Regions from separate parts of the Mus musculus genome. Here regions 1, 3, 4, 5 and 6 are each linked to region 2. A link is a contact called in public Hi-C and promoter capture Hi-C data. All regions are on one chromosome and are shown on one strand. Each heading gives the region's core, a stretch centred on a gene start, on an enhancer-like site or on the middle of the called end of the contact. The rest is flanking DNA. Distances are from core to core; before and after follow the strand shown.

Evidence for each region. Promoter capture Hi-C pulls out the DNA fragments that hold promoters and counts their contacts. A called contact is a pair of places that touch in the nucleus more often than the background predicts. Capture Hi-C pulls out chosen DNA fragments and counts their contacts.
Region 1: a promoter capture Hi-C map of cranial neural crest shows a contact between it and region 2. The contact joins the promoter of Timp1 here to the promoter of Jade3 in region 2. A contact is called at or near these places in 2 of 39 promoter capture datasets (cranial neural crest and liver).
Region 3: a promoter capture Hi-C map of pre-B cells shows a contact between it and region 2. The contact joins the promoter of Chst7 here to the promoter of Jade3 in region 2. A contact is called at or near these places in 6 of 39 promoter capture datasets (the C10 cell line, cranial neural crest, hippocampal neurons and 2 more), 1 of 484 Hi-C or Micro-C datasets (embryonic stem cells), 2 of 115 datasets of contacts at active chromatin or transcription factors (astrocytes and neural progenitor cells) and 1 of 9 other capture datasets (adipose tissue).
Region 4: a Hi-C map of CD8 T cells shows a contact between it and region 2, with 7 times the contacts expected there. The contact joins the promoter of Araf here to the promoter of Jade3 in region 2. A contact is called at or near these places in 1 of 484 Hi-C or Micro-C datasets (CD8 T cells), 1 of 115 datasets of contacts at active chromatin or transcription factors (memory CD8 T cells) and 1 of 9 other capture datasets (adipose tissue).
Region 5: a contact with region 2 is called in a promoter capture Hi-C map of the SN4741 cell line, with 4 times the contacts expected there. The contact joins the promoter of Syn1 here to the promoter of Jade3 in region 2. A contact is called at or near these places in 4 of 39 promoter capture datasets (the SN4741 cell line, hematopoietic stem and progenitor cells and liver).
Region 6: a contact with region 2 is called in a promoter capture Hi-C map of liver. The contact joins the promoter of Cdk16 here to the promoter of Jade3 in region 2. A contact is called at or near these places in 2 of 39 promoter capture datasets (erythroid cells and liver), 1 of 115 datasets of contacts at active chromatin or transcription factors (effector CD8 T cells) and 1 of 9 other capture datasets (liver).

The regions. Positions count from the first base shown.
Region 1 is chrX:20,868,760-20,872,462 of GRCm38.p6, reverse strand. Timp1 (tissue inhibitor of metalloproteinase 1) reads right to left here and starts at 2,297. Exons shown (of 6, transcript NM_011593.2): 1 at 2,139-2,297; 2 at 1,301-1,429. The coding sequence starts at 1,424. All of the region lies in intron 5 of Syn1 (synapsin I), which reads left to right.
Region 2 is chrX:20,424,346-20,427,922 of GRCm38.p6, reverse strand. It overlaps Jade3 (jade family PHD finger 3), which reads right to left and starts at 2,235. Exons shown (of 13, transcript NM_199317.2): 1 at 2,093-2,235.
Region 3 is chrX:20,057,460-20,061,347 of GRCm38.p6, reverse strand. It overlaps Chst7 (carbohydrate (N-acetylglucosamino) sulfotransferase 7), which reads right to left and starts at 1,778. Exons shown (of 2, transcript NM_021715.1): 1 at 140-1,778. The coding sequence starts at 1,632. The coding sequence ends at 178.
Region 4 is chrX:20,847,135-20,850,950 of GRCm38.p6, reverse strand. Araf (Araf proto-oncogene, serine/threonine kinase) reads right to left here and starts at 2,408. Exons shown (of 16, transcript NM_009703.2): 1 at 2,332-2,408; 2 at 869-1,024; 3 at 603-706. The coding sequence starts at 964.
Region 5 is chrX:20,918,671-20,922,511 of GRCm38.p6, reverse strand. It overlaps Syn1 (synapsin I), which reads left to right and starts at 1,594. Exons shown (of 13, transcript NM_013680.4): 1 at 1,594-2,099. The coding sequence starts at 1,723.
Region 6 is chrX:20,687,020-20,691,084 of GRCm38.p6, reverse strand. It overlaps Cdk16 (cyclin-dependent kinase 16), which reads right to left and starts at 2,659. Exons shown (of 16, transcript NM_011049.5): 1 at 2,279-2,659.

The DNA.
Region 1 (3,703 bases), core at 1,048-3,547, 440 kb before region 2:
ATGGTGGCACAGGCCTGTAACCCTAGCTCTGTCAGAGCCTGATGGAGGATCACTTTACTCTGAGTTCAAGACTAGTCTAGACAATTTAGTGAGAACCTGTTTAAAATAAAAAATTCACCAAAAAAAGGGTTGGGTTTGTAGCTCAATTGTGCAGTATTTGCCTGGATCCTAGGTTCAATCCCCGGTACCAAGGGGAAAAAGAAAAAAAGGTATGTGGATTGTTACAGGCTATTAAGTGGGTTAGAAAATTAGAATAGGGAAGGGGTTGACAGATGCTTTGCTTGACCACAATTTACTCAGGCTCATTAACCTTCTTCCAAGCTCATTAGTACAGTTTCTCTTTAAAATCCACTTGTAGCGAAGTATCCTAAATTAGGTTAGTGAAAACACCCACCCTTATCTGATTCTCCTCAGTATGTGATGGGGCCACCAGATGATTATACTAGCCAGTTTTCAAGAGACCTAAACTGGGTGTGATGGCACAGACCTGCAATCTCAGCACTTGGATGGCTGAGTGGGAAGGATCAGGGGTTCAAGGCCAGCCTGGGTTATATAGTGAGACCTAGTCTCAAAAACAAAAAGTAAGCTGATAGGCTAGAGAGATGACTTAATGGTTAAGAGCACTTGCTGCTCTTTGAGGTCCCAAGTTTAGTTCCCAGAATCCACATAGGGTAGCTCACAACCATTCATAACTCCAGCTCCAGGGGATTTGATGCCTTGAGGACCCACAGGCACCTACACACCACACATGGAATACACACAAACATACACATAAATAAAAATAATCTTTTTAATGGATTTAGCCTGAATCCTCTTGCCTTTGATATTTCTTCTCAATGGTTTCCCATTCACCAACTCCCAAACTGTTCCTTGGCCATTGAGTTCCATTTGCCCATGTAATGTTGAGAGTTAATCTATCTCCCCCCACCACCCCCATCTCTTGGCAAATTCTAATTGTCATGGTCCTGAATGAAGTCTGCCTGCCTGTGTCCTAAGAAGTGCCATTAACAGCATATGTAACAAAGGTTCAGGAGTACTATGTGGCTGGCATTAAATTTAAAATTAAATAAAAGTAGGCAAGCACCTCAGTAAGATGACTTTTAAGGCAGCCACCCATGTAGATAACTACAGAAAAGCATGTACATAGTACTGGGAGCAGCCAGCACAAAGGTAGGCTTAGGCCCAAGGATGTCAGTGTGGCAAAAGCAGATGTATGGAAGGGTAAGTAGAACTGTCCTAGAGACAACTGCCATAATGAACCCTATTGGATTAAGAGGGACAGAAAGGGGGCCAGACTCACCCAGGTCCGAGTTGCAGAAGGCTGTCTGTGGGTGGGGTGGGGCACAGCTACAGGCCTTACTGGAAGCTATCAGTGATAGCAACAAGAGGATGCCAGATGCCAGAGATGCAAAGGGGGCCATCATGGTATCTGCTGGTAAAGAGTAGGTGTTAATAGGTTCCCAGACCAACGGCTTACATGGCCATTGGTCCTAGGGAGATTTGGGACCTCTTTAGGTTAGAGAATGGAGTTGTGGCAGTTGGTGAATAAGGGAGCGGAGAACGTTGAGAATTTAACAGAATTGGGAAAATCTGACATTTGTGTAGTGATGAATTTGGAGTTTGGGAAACTGGAGAAATATAATGAGGAATTAGGGCTATTAAAATATAATGGGCTGAGGATTTCAGAGATATTGGGGGGTTAGAACAGGTTTGGGGTTTTAGGGAGCTGGAGAAAATGGGGGTTAAGGGTCTTGGGGAATTTGGAGGTTTACGACAATGGTAATGCTTGAGGAATTTGTAGGCAGAAGAACTGTTGAAGTTCCATGAACCAGACATGGCAAAGAGAACAGGGGAGTTACCAGGAACCATAAGGATTGAGGGACAGGCAAGTTGGGAAGTCTTCAAGGTATTAAAGGCTTGTGGGTTTGGAGCACTTAGCAAAGGCATGAAGGAGTCTGGAGAGTCCAGCTTGGGACGATCATTCCAGGCCCTCTCCCGTTATATTCCTCTTTAGCTAACTAGGGATCCTGATACCTGCAAGCCACGTGAGCAGTTAGTCTGGCAAGGGCTGCATGAGCCGCACCAACACAGGCTCCAGGCAAGCCCCAGTTCTGCCAGGACACCCGGCTCCCACTTACCTCTGGTGTGTCTCTAGGAGCCCCGATCTGCGATGATGGCGGCAGGGGCTGCACAGTGGAGAATAAATGTCCATGCGAAGGGCGGAGTTGGCGGGGAAATCACTGCCTCCAGGCTTCCTGGACGCATTACTCATCCACCCACCGCTGGAGTCAAAGCCTAGGGGCGGGCCCCAGGATAAACCCAAAGATACTCCCTCCTCTGCCAGCCAGCCCACTGCGCCCCCTTCCCCCAGCTCCACGTCATGCACAGTCCTTCCTGGCGGCCTTGAAGGGCAGAAGAGAGAGCGCCTAAAGCTTTGTGCCTCTCAGGTTTCCCATATTCCCCAAACTTCCTGTGGCTGAAGCCAATAACTTCTTTCTCACGCCTTTCATCTACTATGTAACAATCTCACAAGAAAGGCATTCCTGTGGATCTGAAATTCTGGTGAGGGGTGTCAGAGGGTGACAAACTAGAAAAGCAGTTGAGGGACATGACATGGGAGAAGAGGCACAAATACATAGTGGGGAAATTGATACACTGGATAAGTCTATGACTTATCCAAGATAGCAGTTGAGTCTGGCAGAACTGGGAGGGAACCGAGGCTGCTTGCAGACAGAGCCTAGGTACCCCAAACCTTGCTGTGGCTGCACACACCGGTGAGGCTATTTGAAGATATCATCAGCTACAAGAGACCCTGTCTTAAACAGAAACAAGACCAAACAGGCAAATAACTGAAGTAAAGATCTTTGTTAGTGTCACAGGACAAAACAGGGATTTAAACCTAGGCTTCCTGACCCTGGAGTCCTAACTCAGGCAGGACACAATCTTGACAAGCAGGGAATGGTGTGGTGAGCATGGGTGGTGGTGGTGGTGGTGACTGATGGTAAAAGAAGTTAGTGAGTCAGTAGAAAAACCATCCCTACTCCATCCTGCCCTGCCCCTTCCCCCACCAACCAGCCCACACCCCTTGTGGGGATGGGATGAGGCAACTGCTGCCCACCAGCTTCCTGATGATGCAGGAGTATTCCCTGGGGTCCTGTGGAAGGGTTCTATGGACTGATTAGCATCTTCAATTAATATAGGGAGGAAAGACCAATAATAATGACAATGGTTGTAATCGCAGCAGGCAAGCTGATCCAGAGAATTAGAGGGTACATAGTCTATACAGTGAGTTCCAGGACAGCCAGCGATACATAGTGAGAACCTGTGACAGAGATAGAGAGAGAGACAGAGAGAATATGGTAGTGGTGATCACAGCTACTTACTGAATGCTTACTGTACATCATTACTAAGGTTATTATGTAAATTTACTTTAGCTAATTCAATTTTATTAACTTAGGTAAATTGGTTCAGAAACCACAGGACACAAAAACCTCCTGCCAGCACTCAACAGGGTACTATGTACAATACACTGTTTTAAAAGGTTTTTTTTTACACTGTGTGTGTGTGTGTGTGTGTGTGTGTGTGTGTGTGTGTGTGTGTGTGTGTGTGTGTGTGTGTTTGTGCCATGACATGCTTGCATTGCTTAAAGGACAACTTGCAGGGGCCAATCCTCTCCTTCCCTGTGGGTTCTAGGGCTCAAACT
Region 2 (3,577 bases), core at 986-3,485:
TCCTGGGTACTTCCTTTTGAACTGCCCATGACCAAGATTCATATCCCAGTGCCATGGCTTGATTCAGAAAAGAAGAAAGAGTGTGGATCCTGGAGTTAGAACACTGTAACCTGTATTAGTTGCTAACTGAAAAAATTGTGAGGAATAATATTGTATTTTAAAGTATTTTAAAGCAACAGTATTGGAATAAGAGCTCTTCTCTAGTGAACAGAGGTGTACAGAACACATGTGAAAGAAAGGTGACAATGATGGTAACTAATGTCGAGAGCTTAATATGAATTGGGCACTCTTCAATTGAATATGAACAGCATCCCCCTCCCAACTTCTGTAATCCTTGACGGGAGAGTTTATCCTCTAATAACTCAAGTATTTGAAGTCAGAGCTCATCTAAAATAAAAAAAGAAAATGTTAGTTATGGAAGTAGAACACTCTTAAGGTTAAACAAAAAAAGAAAAAAATCTATTTTTACTTATCCAGAATCATCAGATAATATGTAAGAGCCACACTATTTAAAGGGTACAAAGGCTAGGCTCTATATTCCTACCATTACAGATGTTATAGAAATATTAAACTAAGTAAAATACAATGCTTTGTTCAAGTGGACTCTGCTGTGCTCTGCTCTCCACCCCCACTCTCCACCCTCCAGGCTGAGGAGAAATGGCTGCAGGCAAGGTATTTAAGAGAAGCACTCTGGGAAAGAAGATTCTGGTTAGGTGCACTAGGCAACGAGGTTGTGCAACCAGTTTCTACCTATTTTGTTTTTCATTACTTTTCAGAGTTTTGAGAGGAGCAGTTATCTTTATCTGACTGAACGCAGGGAATGAGGTCACCTTTTCCTCTAGGACACTGAAATCTCTGTCACCATGGTTTTTATTTCTTATACAATCAAACTGTGGCGGGTGGAGGGTGAGGTTCTCATCCTCAGCCTTACAGTTAAGTGCATCTCACAAGGCGGGGTTGGTCGACCCTTGTGCACATCTTTCCTTGTGACTCAACGCCAGTGGAGTGGTCAAACAAGTTTCTTGTGAAAGCCCTACAAGGTACGTATGTCCTAGGGCTGCAAAGAGATAAACTCTTAAGTGTATCTTCACATGCCACCATTAAGGACACTCACTAAAGAGTCCCCCCCCCCCACACTTTCTTCCCACCCCACTTTCTTCCTTACAAATAATGAACGCTGTTTGCCCTGTGTAATTTAAAGCCCAATTCCACCAAAACTCTGCTCCGAAAAGCAGGAGGAAAAGGCTGGGAGGATTAAAAAAATAAAATAAAATAAAATCGATGTGGCTCCCTCAGAGGAGCTGGAGAAAAGTTAACAACTATGCCCGGTGGCAGAAAAATCTCCCCTTAATTGGCATATCCCTGGCGATTTTCCCACCCCTAGACCTCAGGGCGATTGCGGGCTTCGAACACTCACTGCGTCCTAACAATGACTGGAGAAAGGAAAGTTCGAGGACGGAAGGGCACCCGCACTCCCACTAGGTTGGCATTTCAGCTCTCAGAGTGCCTGGTTGCTCCCCACACTGCCCGTCTTGCCCTCTCCGGACCCTCAGTATCTTCCCGCTCCGCAAGGCTCAAACAGCCAGGGTGCGCCCTCTCGCTGCTCGGACCCGGCAGCCACAGGCAGCAGAAAGAGCATGCCCTCTAGCCCCGAGGTCTGGCCCCAAGAGTCCCTGATAGCACAGGACAAGCACGGAAAGGGGCACCCGGAGGGGACTCCGAAGGGAACGGCCGCCACAGTTATGGCGCTCAACGCCTCCGGAGGTGTCCGGGAGGCTGTAGCCCAGCTCGTGTGTCCGTGTCCGCGCGCCCCCCCCCAACCCCCCGCCCGGGCCACCGGGCACAGCGCGCCACCAGCAGCGGGGCGACTGGGCACTTTACCTCAGCCCACACACGCTCTGTGTTCCGGGGCTCTCGGGGGGACCCCGGGGCAACCGCTACGTGGAGCTGGAGCGACCCCGAGGGTGGCAAGGCCGGGACCCCAAGCTCCACGCCGCTCGCGTCCCACTCCTCGAGGCCGCCACTCCCGCCACTAAACCCGCACTACGCCCACAACCTCGCTGGTGCCGAGGCCACCCTCGAGAGCGCCTACCTCCGGCGCAGCGTCTCGCTCCGCTCCTTCCTCGCCGCACACTGAGGGCCCCCTCAACGTGCCGGGCGAGTCTGGCTAGGGTGGTAACCGCCCCCTAGCCGCCTGCTTTCTTCTCTTCCCTCCCTCGCACCTGCCCCCTAATCTCACCCCGCCCTCCTGGCCGGGCCTTCCGAGGAGCCGAGGGGGCCGCCCCCTAGCGCTCTGCTCCCGCCCCCGGCCCTGGCCGCCTGGCCCTTCAGGCCTCAGCTCTGGACAGGCTGCTGGGCGGCGGCGGCAGCCGAGGCGGCGCGGAGCACTATTGTATTCCTGACACTGTGCGCTCCCACGCTCCGCCTCTTCCCTTTCCTTCCTCATCACTGCAACTCCCCGCCCCACCCCCCCCCACCTCCCCCCACCCCCGCCGGCTGCGCTCGCCCTACCCGGCTGACTCCCCGCCGTCTGCTCGCCGCGCGATCTTCTGGCGGGCTGGGCGCCGTCACGAGCGCCACCGGCTTCGAGGCTCCACCCACCTCAAGCTCCCGCACGCGCGGCGCGGCGCTTCAGGTGGGTTCTCCTCCCCTCCTGCTGCGCGCGCTGCTGCCCTGAGGCGTCCCAGCCCTGCTAGGCGCTTGGGCCAGCGAGGTGCACTGGCTCCTGCTCCGGCAAAGTCCAGCCTGAGCTTTCCCACCCTCCTGACTCGATTGTAAAGTTCTACGAGTGCAATTCGTCCCTAAACTCTAAGACGACCATTATTTCTGACGTTTAGACTTGAAGCATGGATAAATAATAAAAGCCAGGAGGCAATTGACAACACATTAATCCAGTTGTGAGCAAAAATGCTTTATGATGGGGTGGGACTTCTTGATTTCTTTTTCTTTTTTTCTGATGTCGACTTAGCCTACAGCTCCCAGTTATTCAAACCCTCGTCCAGGTGTTCCTGGGGAGATATTTTGGTACTATAATTAAAGATCGGTTGACTTAAAAGTAGGGGTCGCCGTCTTGGATAGTTTAGGTAGGCCTATCAGAATTATTTGGAAAAAAAACTTTAAACTAGGGCTGAGACAGACAGAGAGGGTTGGATAGAGAATGTAAAACTGGTGTACAGAGCGAGTTCCACTACAGCCAGGGTTATACAGAGAAACACAAACAAACAAGAAAAAGTTCACCATGAATGCCTGCTTTGGTCTATTCTATGCCCCTGCGTTCCAGCTCCCTGGTCATCTGCCCTGCAACTTTTTGTTTTGCTTAGCCATTGTCACAATTATGGAAGACAATAGCGTCAAATAAATAAGGGAGACATGATGTATAGTAGTAATATATAAAACAAGTGTACATAATTTACTACTGGTTCCTGGACCTTTGAAATACAGATGCTTGAAAACAACTTTTTTTAATTTACCTTGCTAGAATTGAAAATGCATCATTCACAATTATGATGAATTAATATAGTTATTTTCACTTATATTTCTAGGTTTAAACAGAAATGTGAGCTCTTGTATTTTGTCT
Region 3 (3,888 bases), core at 529-3,028, 370 kb after region 2:
CTTGGATGTGATCTGATAGCTTGTGATTCAGGACAGCATTGACCCCTCTAACCACCCTTCAACTCCCCTCCCCGAACCCCGCTGGTTGTTTCAGGATTCCCCCTCCCCAAATACTGTTCCTTATACTGTGTCACTTTACCTGAATACGCCCCGGGGCAGGGTTCAGGGATCAGGGTATTACACAGCCCAATTGGCCTTGGTCTCCAGTGGTGTCTCCCCTTCCCTGACGGTCTTCCTGTCGCGTTCGTCCCCACTTCGAGGGTAGGCAAGCAGACGCATGGCAGGGGCGCAGGCGGTTTCCACTTGGCGCACCTGCTCTTGGCTCAGACGTTCGCGCCAGGCGTGCACAGCCTCTCGGGCGTCCCGCGCAGACAAGTGGAAGGGACGATCGGCGCCGTAGGCCGAGCCCCGCGTCATATTGAATGCGAAGGCATCAAGCGCGGCGAGTGTCCGCAACCCAGAGAAGCGCAGCAGGCGGCGCAGCTGGGCTTGGGGCTGCCACACCAGGTCCTCATAACGCAGCCGCAGGTAGCGACGCCTCAGCCAGGCGGGCGCGCCGCGGGTGAATAGCAGGTCGCGAAGCCACGCTTCACAGATCACCTCAAGCGCGCTGGTTAAGAAGAAATCAGCGCGTGGCGCCGAGGGCAGAGCCCGGGCCTGGCCTCCCGGACGGGCATCCACTCCATGCGCCAGCAGCACCCGGTGGAAGTGGTCGCCCCTCTGGCGCGTGCGCAGCACCTGGATGCTTTCGCGCAGCAGTCCCTGCCTCGACTTGAGGCGCGAGTTGTGCACGGCCCGAGGGTCTCGGAAGAGTTGCACCACCTTTAGGTTGAGGCCTGGGTCACGCAGCAGAGGGACCAGCACTCCCAGGTCCAGTAGCCGCACGTCTTTGATGACCACCACCGGGTACTTGCGGCACTCGGCCTCCAGGGCGCGGAGCGAAACGGGCGGGCAGGTACTTTCGCAGGCTTTGTCCTCGACGAGTCCCACGTCCGCGCGTGCCCGGGGCGCGGCGGGGCACAGAGGCGGCGAGCAGATGACCTTGTTGGTCCGCCAGCGGAAAAGCATGGCCGTGGTGAGGTTGGCCGAGTCCGGTGCTCGCTCCCCAGGGTCCCCAGGCTGCGCGTACAGGCGCAGCACAGAGAAATCACAGCGGAAGAGGGAGCGCAGCATGTCTCTTAGTGCGCCCTGCAGGCTCTCCGCGTCGCCCGGATACAGTGCCTGCCACAGATGCCACATGGGCTCGTACAAGTAGAAAACGTCCGGGTGCTGGTTGAAGAGTTCGCCCAAGAAGGACGAGCCGGTGCGCCAGGTGGCATGCACATAGATGTGTTGCTTTTCCTGGGTCACCGCCTCACCGACGGCGCTGAGGTTGCCGGGGGACCCGGGGGATCGATCCGGGTTTCCTTCGGCCAGGGACCGCACCTCAGCGCCCTGCTCACGTTCCCCGGCCGCCGCCGCCTCCAGGCTCCACACACCCAAGCTGCGCTGCAGGCCGGGGCAGTTCCTGCCCTTGTCCTGCTCGCTGTGGCTGTCCAGTACAGAGGGGACAAGAAGTAGCAAAAGCGTGTACAGCGCCAAGAGCAGCGTGAACTTGCAATACTCTCGGCGCCGCCGCCGCCGGCCCTTCATAGTTCACCGAATCCTCACTCTCCCCACCCAGAGCAGAGTAGGCGCCTGCTGGTTCTGTCCAGAAAACCCAGCCCAAAGTCCTCGGCTCCGGCCTCTTCGGGTCTCCCTCAATGTTGGGTGGAGCGGAGTGGAGCAGCCGGGCGGTGTATCCACTACAGGAAACTTGGGAGGCAGTGGTGGCGGCACACTCAGCCTCCTTCTTGGCTCAGCCTCTTGAGAGCGCTCATTGGCCGGTTCAGCAGCTGCAGGCCCTGCCCATGGTACCCGAAACTTCTCCCCGCCCACTTACGCTCTGCTCCTGGGTTTGCTCAACGCCGGGCTAGAGCTGGACAGGGCTGCCACAGGGCAGGGACACCCTCTGGGGTGCACTGAGTGTACTCCACCTTTCCCTAACTCCTTCAAAACGAATTTAAGTTTGCTAACCAACCAACTTCAGGCAAGGGAGAGTCACAATGTGTACAGAAGGCATCCAGTGACTGGACATGATTCCCCACCTGGAGAATGACACTTTTTTTCTTCCTGTTTTGGTCCCAGCAGAATCCAGAAGAGGGCACTGGATCACCAGAAACAAGAGTTGCAGATGGGTGTAATCAGAGCTATAGGTGTTTCAAACCAAACTTGGGTCTCCAGTAAGTGGTCTTAATCACTGAACTAATTCTCCAGCCCTTCTCTTGTATTCCTTATATATGAAAACTATTTATTTTGTATTTGTCAATCATTGTTTCTTGCCCACAATTCTCACACTTTCCAGCCACTTGTATATATATTCTTTATTTCTGATCCACCTTGCCCACTCCCTTTACATTTTTCTCAAATCTTCGTGTTCATCTAAAAGACTATGGGCAATTCTCTCTCTCTCTCTCTCTCTCTCAAATTATATTCGTGTGTGTGTGTGTGTGTGTGTGTGTGTGTGTGTGCGTGCGTGCCTGTGTGCCTGTGTGTGCACATGTATGGAGGTCAGAGGACAACATGAGGGAGTTGGTTCTCTTCTCTCATCTTGCATGTCCTGGAGACTGGCGATTGAACTCAGGTTGCTAGGATCAGCTCTAGGCAAGTGCTCTCACTGAGCCATCTTACTGGTCCTGTGCCATTATTTTAATAACACTCATGGCAATAAACTAAACTTCCTTGCCTTCTGTCATTCATTACTCCCCTAGAAAAGCCATTCTTTCCCAAACCCACAAACACAATTGCAAAACATTCCATAAAGGACATGTTTACACCAAGAGAAATTTAACACCATTAACCTCAGACATCCTGTCAATTCCAAATCTCAAGCCTCTAGGACTATTCAAAATTCTCTGCTCTTCTCCAACCAGGGGTACCACTGCACTCCTTTCCCAACAGTGTCATTACTTGCTACTTTTTTGTCAGAAGAAACCATGTTGAACCTCTTCATTTTCCATCAGTAACATTCACTCACTTATGTATTAATCTCCTTTGTAGCAAGGATACTATTTTGCAACATAAAATTAATAGCTTCCATTATATTTTTCCTTTTCCCTTTTTAAGCAAAAAAGGTTGCTCTGGGCTCACTTGGGGAGAAATATATGGCTGAGCAGAATGTAAATAACTTCTGTTGTTAGTTATAAAAACCTCAAGCCCAGTAATGGAGACAATAAAATTACAATTATCCTCCTCCAACTGTCCCTTTTGGCTTTATCTTCCAACACTAACTCTGAGATGGGAGAGGGACCTGGAGTCACAGCTCAGTTGATAGATAGTTGTGTGCCTCTGTGGGCCCATAGTGAGATATCCCTTCCTCCACTGAGGTACCAGCTGTACAATGGTATAGTATAGAATAGAGTTTATTCACGGCATGGGGAGGGTAGCTGAGAGGGTAGTAGAGACAGAGAAAGGCAGAGCAAGAGAAGAGACGAGTAGAGACTGGTCGTGAGCATGTGGAAGGGGGGAGGGGAATGGGGAGAGAGGGAAAAGAGGGTAAGGGTTAGCAAGGGCAGGAGAGAAAGAGAGAGGATGGGGCAAGTAGCTCCTTTTATAATGAGTCAGGCACACCTGGATATTTCCTGGTAACTGTGGGGCAGAGCCTAGACTAAATGCCAACATTACCCTGTTTTGGTTTAATTAAAAAAGGAAAATTTTGAAAAAGGCGATGGTGGAGCAGGAATAGGGTCATCATTGTGATCCTTAGCTACTTCCTGCTGACTCTGAGGTGACATGTCTCTAGGAAACCTAAGAAAATGGGTAATGGGATGTGGTCCTGCCTTAGGAGAGTTGGCTGTTTCCTTGCTATCT
Region 4 (3,816 bases), core at 1,159-3,658, 420 kb before region 2:
TCTCAGGCGTAGTAAGCCAGCACCTGAGACACTGAAACAGGTAAAATGAAAACAGGAACTCCATCCAAAACATTAAGGCACCAAGGAACACAAGAATAGAAAGGTCAGGCAGGCGTGGTGGCGCACACCTTTAATCCCAGCACTCGGGAGGCAGAGGCAAGTGGATTTCTGAGTTCGAGGCCAGCCTGGTCTACAAAGTGAGTTCCAGGACAGCCAGGGCTATACAGAGAAACCCTGTCTCAAAAAAAAAAAAAAAAAAAAACAAACAAAACAAACAAACAAACAAACAAAGAATAGAAAGGTCAATGAAGACCACCAACTCCATGGTGTATGGGGACCATGAGAAAAGAAAGAGCTTGTGACTTCAAGAAATGGTGAAAGAACAAAACAGATGAACTCTGGAAGGTGACAGACTGAGGACTTGAGGGCTGAGTGCATAGTGAATTGCAGACCTTCCAATGGTCAATGAAGGGAAACGAAAGATGTCACCTGGGTTACCTCAGATAGTGGAAGACTCCAAGACAAATGAGGAGGAATAAGATGGCACTGAAGAAAGGAGGTGTGTAGGGACCCAGTGAATGGCATGGGGTTTCCATACTTACCCTTTGATGAGCCTGTAGACCACACAGCAGTCCTGGTTGAGACCCCGCACCTTCAGGGCCTTGTCCAAAGAGTCATAGACACTCATGCCTTCCCGGACAGTCACCTGTGTGTGTGTGTGTGTAGAGATTGGGGTCTTCAGTATCCAATAGGTACCCTAGCCAATTATTCCTTCCCTCTGCAGCATTCATTCCCTAACCCTCGCCACCCTTCTGATCCCACACTACGACTATCTGGAACCCCTGCCAGTACTGCCTGAGTGACTCACCACTGTGCGTTGCTTGTTAGGCAGGTACACTTTGACAGTGCCAACTGCCCGAGATGGCTCAGCCCCACTAACAGGAGGGCCTCGTGGTGGTTCCATGTTGCCTAAGATTGTTTTCAAGATGGGCTGAGGTAGGACTGGGCAGCTGCCATAGGCCTCCTAGCAGAGGACAGAGGAGAAATTCAGAGGTCTAGTAATGACAGCCTGAAAGCAGAGTGGCAGAGGACATATAAAATTCCATCTCCAAGTTCCCACTGTTCCCTAAATCCCACTTTTTATGAACCAGCCCAATGATACTAACCCTTCTCTGCTGAGAATCTCCTATTGCTTATGTCATAGTTGAGTACCAAGATCTGAGACTCACTGCAGTGAGGAGACAGTGCACACGGTTCTGGACAGTGCAGAACACATGACTCTCTAGAGATTAATGGGGAAGCCATTATGTACTGCACTGAAAAATCACAGGTCTCAGGCACACAATGGAAATAAACAGGCTGTCTTAGCTTCAGAGAATGGGTAATCAGACACAGACAGGGGACAGGAAAATGGAGGATCATCAGACCTTGTTTTTAGATTGAAGGAAATGAAGACAGTACCAATGACCTTAAAAGGCACTGTGGGTATTCCAGAGCATAAGCTATAAGGCTAATGGTAGAATCAAAGGTACTGTCAGGTAGCTAATAGAGGTCACCAGACCCTCTAGAGTCCACAGAGGTTCGCCATACCCTAGACTAAAGAGAGATGTAATAAGAGTCACTACAGACTGTGAAAAACAGCTGGATAACAGACCACATTACACACTAAATCAAATGCAGTGGCAATGATGGCTCATCAGAAAACACTATCAAGAGGAAAGGCAAAGGAAGACAATGGTATCCAGATGAAGAAGATGGAGGTGAGGTTGGGGGAAGGGTTTCCAAAAACTGTACCTGATAACTACTGGGGGTCACAAACAGATTACTGGTGTAAACGCACTGTGAAATCATGGAAAGGGATTAGGGTGAACTAGGGATAATGAGGTAATCGTCAGACATCTTCCTAGGTGGCGTAGAATATGAAGGGCAATAAGGAACCATGGGAGAGAGCTGCATCTCCTGGACGTCGTGAGGAAACGTCATTAGACATTTTAAGGGGTTTAAGAATTCACCTTGGAATTTCGCACCCAAGCCCCAGACCCCAGACCCAATTTGGCTCCGTCCCGCCCTCCCCAAGGGCTTCAAGCTCTGTGCAGGTGCACTGCCACGCGCAGCAAGCGAAACCACCACTGCAGCCTGCAGGCCGACTCCTCCATCCACTCCCACGGTCGATGACGACGGTCTCGCCCTGGTCAAACCACTCCTTTGGTTCCGGGCGGGAGAACGCTGAGATTCAGACGGAAGCATCTTGGAGCTGAGCTTTCGGTCTGGACTTCATACCCGGGTCCCGCAGCCGCTCCAAAACCCGAACCCTACCGGGCCTGCCCTCACCTGTCACACCGCTACCACCACCACCGCCTCCATCTTGGGCTTGTCTTCTTGTTTCCTCTCAGTCCACCGCCACCGTCCCTAGGCTTTTTGCTATTGGCTCGCTGTGACTCGTCTCTCCATTCTTATTGGAGGATGATCATGCCCATCAAGACAGGGCCAGCGGAATGTGGGTCGTGTTCCGGATTAGGAGGGGTGGGCTCAAATGGCTGTCTCTAGGGCAAATTCGCCTGTCCTGATTGGCGCGCAGGCGCAGTCAGGGCGACTACTGCGTTTTAAGGACTTTAACCCTAACCGTGCTATAGAATAAAGAAGCTTGTCTTTTTTTGGTGTGCGTGTCAGAGGCACGACTCCATTTCAGTTTTGTATTTTCTGGCCATTTAAGACTGATCTGAGCAAGAGAAACCCTTAAATGCAATTTGGCCAGTAGTGTAAAGCACATTTTAAAGGACTATTCATATATCTTAATTTGATGGTCTTTAAAACAGGGTGGACTCAGACTAAATGATGTTCAGTATTTACCAGCTCTAAGAAACTGTAGTCATAACTTTTGCTAATTAGCGGATCCGTGCTGGAGGTCTGGCTCTAGGGAGGGAGGAAAGGGGTTGAGGAATTTGAAAGACAGACCACAGCTGGCTAGGTGAAGAAGGGAGTGTTGTTCTGGAATGCAATCCTGTGGCAGCCATTTGTGGACATATTTTAGGATGAATATAATTCTTAAACTGAATTTACCCAGGCATCAGAATAAGAAAAGGCACAGACACACACATGTGTATGTACCTACATTCTTTTTTTGGAGCATTTCCTTCAGAAAACTTTTATTTTCTCTGTCTATTGGAGATAGATAGATAGATAGATAGATAGATAAATCTTCCTTAAAAGCTTAGTTCTAGGGTTGTAGCTCAACAAGAGAATGAACCACAAAGCCCTGAGTTAAATTCTCAGCACCCTGCCCCTCCCCAAAGAGTATGGCAGTCTCTTGCCAGTTTTACAACCACAGAAAATTTTCCTAAAGGCCTTGAAACCATCTCTTTCAAATGTAACAACACCCCTATCTCCCTGTCTGATGCAAACTTCCTCTATGTGTCCAGCTCAAAGTTGTTCCTTCTTTCTTCTAAGATATGAGTCTTGGTTTTCCTTTGGATATAGTTAAGTAACAGATGGCCACCCTGACTACTAGATGAATTTAAGAGAAACTCTGTGTCCCAAATGGTACCGTCACGTTTTCTTACTTCAAAACGAGCTAGTAGTTATTTTGAGAACCTGTATGTAATGGGCTGAGTCTGTTGGTTCTATAAAAAGATAAGATTTCTTTCTTTAAGTTCTTTGCAAAAACAGGACAAGAAATAATTTGAAAATCAATCAATCATGAATCCAACAACATCATTTCTAAGTGTTTACTCTAGAGAAATGAAAACATATACCCACATGGTATGCTGGTAAATGTTAACAACCAGCTTTTCAAAAAGAAAACAATTGTAATTTGTA
Region 5 (3,841 bases), core at 345-2,844, 500 kb before region 2:
GACTCTTACAAGTTGACATAATGGCTTCTACATCTTATTACTGCCTGAATTACTGTTTTAGGTCTATTGCTGTGAAGAGGTACCATCACCAAGGCAGTTCTCATTAAAAAAAAAAAAACATTTAATTGGGAGCTTTCTTACAGTTTCAGAGATGAGTAAATTATTACCATAATCAGGAGTGTTGTGGCAGACACAGGCTTGATGCTGGAGCCATAGCTGAGAGCTATATGCTGATCCACAGACAACAGACACAGACAGACAGACAGACAGACAGACAGACAGACTGACTGGCTGGCTGGCTGGCTGGCTGGCTGGCTCTGGGCTTGGCATGGACTTTTGAACCCCCAAAACCCACCCCAGTGACGTGCTTTCTCCAACAAGGCCACACATTCTAATCCTTTTAATCTTTCCAAACAGCACCAGTCCCTGGTGACTAAGCATTCAAATATATGAGCCTTCTTATTCAGACCACCAAAATTACTTTATTTTTCCACATGAAAGTATTATGTGGCTTCCTGTCTGCAAAGAGGAAGACATCCATGAACACTAATGACACTGGGTTTGGGCTATGTCCGGAGCAGAGGAATGAGGCCATGTAGACTAAATATGTGCATGTGGAGGAGGCTGAAAACACATCAGAGCTAGCGCTGCAGGAAATGCTTCTGCATTGCATACCCAGAGTTTCCTTGCTCATCTGGGAGTCTGTGTTTTTCCTAGATGTGTGCACTTGTGTGAGATTCTCTGGGTGTGAGTCAAAGTGTTATCTGAATGTGTAATGTGTGCTCAATATGCTCATGTGTGTTACCCTGAGCTTCTGTGTCTACATATATACCTGGATGCCTGTGTGTTCTGTGATGTACATATATATTCTGTCTTTCCTTCCTTTTCTATTTGTGTTATTCCATGTGTTCTTTCAGATTCTCACCACCAAGGGCAAGGATATGTTAACTACCCAAGTGTCCACCTCCGCCTGTCTGGTGATGTTTACGCCACCCCCGTGCTCTTTTCTTTGCCCGACAGAGTTGTTATAGGAGATGTCTCCCCGGGAACACTGCAGGAAGGAGAATTTCTACATTTATGTTCCCCTCTGAGTGTGCTTCTATCCCCAAAATGCCTTCAAAGGTGAAAATCAACACTGGAAACCCAAGTATCTGGGAAGGGCAAGAGTGTGTAAGTGCAAGTTAGCCTAAGGAATAGGAAGAGGTTGGTAAACAGGGTAGGATCGTGGGAGGGAGTTTCGTTACTACAGGTCCGGACCCTCAGGACAAGAACCCCACCCCCACTCCCCAAATTGCGCATCCCCCGCCCCCATCAGAGGGGGAGGGGAAGAGGTTGCGGCGCGGCGCATGCGCACTGTCGGATTCAGCACCGCGGTCAGAGCCTTCGCCTCCGCTGCCGGCGCGCACCACCACCTCCCCAGCACCAAAGGCTGACTGACGTCACTCACTAGCCCTCCCCAAACTCCCCTTCCTCGCCGCCTTGGTCGCGTCCATGCTGCCGTGAGTCCAGTCGGACCGCACCACGAGAGGTGCAAGATAGGGAGGTGCGGGCGCGACCATACGCTCTGCGGCGGCAGAGCCTCGGCGCTGCCTCAGTCTGCAGCGGGCAGCAGAGGAGTCGCGTCGTGCCAGAGAGCACCGCCGTGCTCCTGAGCCCCTCGCGCTCCGCCCCCGCGGCCCACAGACCCACTGCCCCTTGGATCCCCTGCCCCACGCCGCCACCATGAACTACCTGCGGCGCCGCCTGTCGGACAGCAACTTCATGGCCAATCTGCCGAATGGGTACATGACAGACCTGCAGCGCCCGCAACCGCCCCCGCCGCCTCCCTCGGCCGCCAGCCCTGGGGCCACGCCCGGCTCCGCGACAGCCTCTGCCGAGAGGGCCTCCACAGCTGCTCCAGTGGCTTCTCCAGCAGCCCCTAGTCCTGGGTCCTCGGGGGGCGGCGGCTTCTTCTCGTCGCTGTCTAACGCGGTCAAGCAAACCACAGCAGCCGCAGCCGCCACCTTCAGCGAGCAGGTGGGCGGTGGCTCTGGGGGCGCAGGCCGCGGGGGCGCCGCCGCCAGGGTGCTGCTGGTCATCGACGAACCGCACACCGACTGGTAAGCCGCTGTTGCGCCTCCTCGAGGGCCTGGGTACCCAGATGTTTCTACAGTGAATGAGCTATTATCGAGCGCCACTTGTGCGCCTGATATCTGGCCCCCTCGCCCAGTTCCTTCCTTTTAATGATTTGTGCTCAGCTCTCCCTTTAAGCCCCACTTTTACCTCCCCCAAACTAAAATGGGTACAAGGAGCAATTATCTGTTGCCTCTTCTTATTACTCATTCCCAAAAGCTTTTGGCTTCAATATATGCAGAAAGCTTTCAAGGGCCAAATGTGCCCTACCTCCTCTGTCCAGCTCTTGCCTGGAAGGTCTCATTCCCTAATGAGTCTTGTAAGCATTAGCACCTGCATTATACCTCACTGCAGAGCCCTTCCCTGGAAGTCTTTGGCTCTAAGGACTTCCTTGAGCATGTTTTGAGAGCCTGATTCACGCAGTTACCCTCACCCCTTGCCCAAAGGCCATCTCTCTAATGGATCTTGTGAACGTGTATCCAATTGATGCTATATGTCCCACCCCAGAGCCCTCATCAAAGACCTTTCAAACTTGTCTGTAAGCAGTGATTGAATGTGTCTGTTGTGTATTCCACCTCATTTTCTCATCACAAGCTCTGACTCTAATGGATCCTATGAACCTTGACTGAATGCCAAGTCCAGGTACGTGCTCTGAAGGGACCCATTTTCTCTGAAGGATCTAAGAGGCATTAAATGCTTAACATGTACTATTCCTAAACCTGCCTCAAACAAATCATTTTCCAAGCATGAATTCTGTGAGGGTTTTCAAGCTTTCTATGTGTGACTCATTACCAGTCTCTCCTCAATGACCTTTTCCTATAATGACTCTACAAGACATTTATTGAGTGCTTTCTGAATCTCCTGTTCTCCAGACACTTTTCCAAAGGTCTTTGGTGGATCCATTCAATATTGATTAGTTCCCTAAAATGAGAGCCTTGTCAAAAGATCCTTTCCTTTCAGCAAGTGTCTGTTGAATGTCAGCTATATACCCCACTCCCAATCCTCTATCTAATGATTTGTCCTTTAGGGGCTTCCATCACCATATACTGAGCACCTTTTACATGACCCAGCCAAAGACCTCTCCACAAAGGTCTGTGATAAGAGTTAATCCAATACTCAAACATCTAGCAGTTGCTGTGGGCACCATTTGGGTCACTTTTGCCAAAGGCTTTTTTGTTTCACCCTTCTTTAGAGCATTTATGGAACACTTGGTCTACATAGGCCTTCTCCACAAACATCTTTCTTGGATAAAAGGAGAGTTGTGCTTGCCTAGATCAAGTTTCTGCATTCCCTTCCCCTTTCCATTCGGGGCTTTTCCTCCAAGAGGGCATTTATCAAATAATTCCTAGCCTTCCTCATCAAAGGTCATTTGTGAATAAATTCAGTGAACACTAATTTCTCATCCACCCTGTACTCCAGTCTGATAACTTTCCTCCAAAGACCCTTTCCTCCAGTGACCCCCATGAGCATTTATGGAGATTTGTGTGTTTATGCTTGCTCCTCGGATACAGTTTCCTGCAGTGAATGTAGCCAGCACCTATGCAGTACCTGTTGTTTATAGGACGTACATCTCCTTTCATTATCCCTAGGAGAACCTGCCCCAGCCGTGAAGCCTGCCCTCTAAAGGCTTTCCTTCATTAACCCAGGACCCAGTATATAAGATTTACCCTTTCCCATCCCCTTTAGTAACCCCTGAGAATCCTCTCTTCCCAACCTTAAGTCCATGCAG
Region 6 (4,065 bases), core at 1,410-3,909, 260 kb before region 2:
CTAACATTCACAACGTCTAACTCCCTTCAGCACTCAAAACCTTGCCCTCAACTGTATTGGCATATATTTGCCCCTTTTAAGTAACTCCTACCACCTTCACGTTGAGTCCCTTCCTAGCCTAGATGCTTGTTAGCCTCTCTCTAGCACTGTCCTTCCCAATAATAGTGTCCCCTATGGATTCTGATCCTCCTTAACATGCATTCAGGGTGCTCTACTGCTGACCCAAATTAGCATTCTCTGGACTTTCACACGTCTCTGAATCCTCAGTACATTGTGATTCTTATACAATCCCTGACCAGTTTGGTTCACACTTAGGTCCCTTCACAGTTATGGGTCTCTTGATGTGCATGCAGGGATCTAAACCCAGGTCCTCTGGAAGAGCAGCACATGCTCTTAACAGCTGAACCATCTCTCTAGCCCTTACCTTCAGAGTTATGACCACTGTTAATATACATTCTTTTTTTGTTTGTTTGTATGTTTTGTTTTGTTTTTCGAGACAGGGTTTCTCTGTGTAGCCCTGGCTGTCCTGGAACTCACTCTGTAGACCAGGCTGGCCTCAAACTCAGAAATCCGCCTGCCTCTGCCTCCCGAGTGCTGGGATTAAAGGCGTGTGCCACCACGCCCAGCTGTTAACATACATTCTTGTACTTCCAGTGCACAGTTCCTTCCCTCAGCACAAGATTAATCTTCATTGTATCTTGACCCTGACAGTCCTAACTCTATCAGCACACCTTGAACCCTTCCTTAGCCCTATTCTCCAGGGAGAAATGCACTATTCTGTATCAGACTGACTCTCATTAGTGAATGCAGCTCCTCCATTTGACCCTGACCCCTAATAACATACATCTCAGTTCATGACTCCAATTCACTTTGGCACACCAGTACCTACTCCTATTCCCTGCTTCAACCAACCACTCCTACCACCATTTCTCTGGTTCACAATTGATTTCCTTCATAGCTCTGTTCCTTTCATTATCCACTAGATTCTCCACCCCTCACCCCCAAAAAAACTCTACTTCTGAAGCACTCCTCAAATCAGCACACTTCAGTGGCCCATGGAGAGAAAAAAGGCGTTTTGATGTACATCAGCATATTTTACTTTGTGCTCTTCCCCTAATAGCGTGCATACATTTAAGTGTCTGTATCTATCTAACCCCACAGCAGCAGCCTTTACAACAGTGGTTCTCAACCTTCCCAATGCTGTGACCCTTTACTACAGTTCCTCATGTTGTGGTGTCCCCCAACCATAAAGTTCTTTTTGTTGCTACTTCATAACTGTACTTTTGCTGTGATGAATTATCATGTAAATGTCTGATATGCAGGATATTTGACATTCGACCTCTAAGTTGAGAACCAGTGCTCTAGAACTTCATATATAGTATTGCCCCCACGCTTTCTGGAAGCCTTTATGGACATCCACTCACACCTCATCTTGACCCTTAGTGTGCAAAGCTCTTTATACTTCCTTTACTGACAATCTCCCGTACACATGTACGCACACACCTAAAACCCAGTAGTACAGGCCTTTCCCCATCCTCTCCCATTACACACACTCTCAGGTCCTTCAAAAGCTCTGCCTTCACTGGCATATACTGATCTCACCCTACCTTTATTACATCTACATACCCTCATCTCCAGGACCCTCCATTACCTCCTCTATGAGCACACCCTGGACCCAGAGAAGCTGCCACCCTCAACTCCGTGGATAAACACAGTATTAACACTATCCTGACCCTCATCACCACACACTCGGAACTATGCGTCTATCAGCACACCTTCTGGTAGTACCTCTACCACCCTTTCTCCATTTACACTGGGCCTCTCTGTAGCTCCAACTTCCACTAGAATGTTTTGGAACTGTCTTTACTTCAAACCCTGTTATACCCCATCACGTCCCTCATGGTCCTGCAACCCCTTTCCATAAGCACACTGGGCCTGAAGTCGTAAGGCTTTTTATTACATGTTCCTAGCCCTTTAGCAACTCCGAGAATCTCACTGTATCAATCCATTCCCATAACGCTAGTCCTTTAATCACCCTTCTCCCACTTAGCATCCACAGCACTTCCCATCCTCAGCTCCCAGGACAGGGGCCCAGGGCGGGGCCAAGGTCAGGGAGGCCCCAAATGACCCCCCAGTGCATTCTGGGAAACTCGAGGGGGAGGGGGCACCTGACAGACAAGCTGCCCAGAACCCCTTGGTCTTGTTCCAGCACTGCCTAGGGTCCGGCTGGCTCTCTAGGAAGAGCAGCCCCCACCCTAAGTATCGAGGACACGCTCACCGGAGGGGGCGCGCGAGTAACCTCAGAGCCGCGGGGCCGGCGCGGTGGCGCCTGGGGCGGCGGCCCGGGATGAGGCCGCGCGACCTCCTTTTCCTCCAGTTCGCCGCAGGCGCCCGTCCCAGTAGTCTTCGGCCATGGCTGCTGGGCCCGGGCCGCCGCCGGCTGAGGAGGAAGAGGCGGCGGCGGCGGCGGCGGCTGAGGCGGCGGCGGCGTCCCGCTCAGCCGGCCATGAGCTTGGCCACTGCGGGCGATGCCCCCGTGCTCGCAAGCGCCCGCTGGAATCCGGGTGTTCACGGCGGCTCGTGACTCACAGCAGACAGCTAGCGGAGACGCAGCATATCCCAGAGCCCCCCAGCCAGCGGCCCAACAGCCGCGCGCGCCGCGCTCCGCGCATGCGCACGCACACGCTGGGGGTGGGGTGTGAAGCAGGAAGGAGGAGACTCACCTCGGACTGCGTGTACCAAAAGAGCCTTCTGCAGCGGGAGGGGGTGCGGCCATTGCGTGCCCAGCAGGGAATGTGGCGTTGGCCCTGGAACGGCGCCAGGGGGATTTAGAGAGGGGTTAATAGTTTTGATCTTGCTAGAAATTTACTAGCATCGAGGTGAGCAGCAGCCAGTAGCCAGGCGTGCCAGTCACCACCTTCTTTCCCTACAGTCTCATTTGGTACATCCCCATGGTGGTAAACGGGACTTTTGCAAGGAGAAAAAGAACAGGTGAGCGAAGCAGTTCCAGTCCTTTGTGGTGCCTCGGGAGGCAAGAATTTAAAGGCTGGAAATGACTTTCTAGGAGAGGTGGCCTGGATTACCACCTTAGCTAGGACAATCTAGCCCCGCCCTGCCACCCACCCTCTACCACTAGTTTGTTACCCACTGTGAAACGTATGTGGCCCCACCCTTTTGAAAAAGCTGACGCTCAGCCAATCAAATTTGCTCCCTGCGTCAGGGCTGAGCAAGAATGAAGGGCGTGGCAAAGCTGAAGAAGCATGATCTAGCTTTCTCTTCAGCTTGCCTCCTCCTCTGTACGGTTTTTTATTGGTTTTCGGGCTCGCCTTTTTGTTCTGAGCGCTTCTCAGGAGATCGCTGAATATCCCGTAAGATAATTGGTCCAAAGGCCACTCAGTCAGCCGGTTCCCTCCTTTAACCATTCCCACATTCTCCTGCAGCTTCTTGGTGTGGTGAAACCTAGGCTGAGAAGGAAAGGCCTTTTTAGAGGGGGCAGACTCCACTAAGGCGCAGGTTTGGAACTTTGGCTTGGGCGGAGCTTCTTGCTGCCTCACTCTAATATTCGCGTACAAGCTCCTCTAATTAGGCTTTCTTTACACCTTTCAATTACCTCATCTTGTCCTCTACAGTCTTACTTAACTAGGTTCTGTTACACGGCCAACATTGCCAGGCATACCTCTCATTCTTCTCTGTAGAAAATGACACGATTTCCCGTATCTATCCCAAACAGTTCTGCAGACTTCCTGAGACTTCTTACACTGGCCCCAGGAATTTCCTTGCCTCTTCTGGGCTTCCTTTGGTTGGCCTTCTTTCCCAGTCACGATTTTCAAGCAAGGGCCATTGATTGGCAAGTACTTCTTCAGCCATGAAAGTCGTCCTTGCTAGGATAGACATCGGGTCTATCATTTAACAGACTTAATCTCCTTTCCTCTCACAACAGGAGAATATCCTAGTTCTTGAATATAGCAGGCATTTGTGTCTCTGAGACTTCATACTCGCTGTTGTTGTGCCTGGAATTCACTTGCCCCATATCTACACTTATTTCTTTCTGGTGCAGTTCCATTA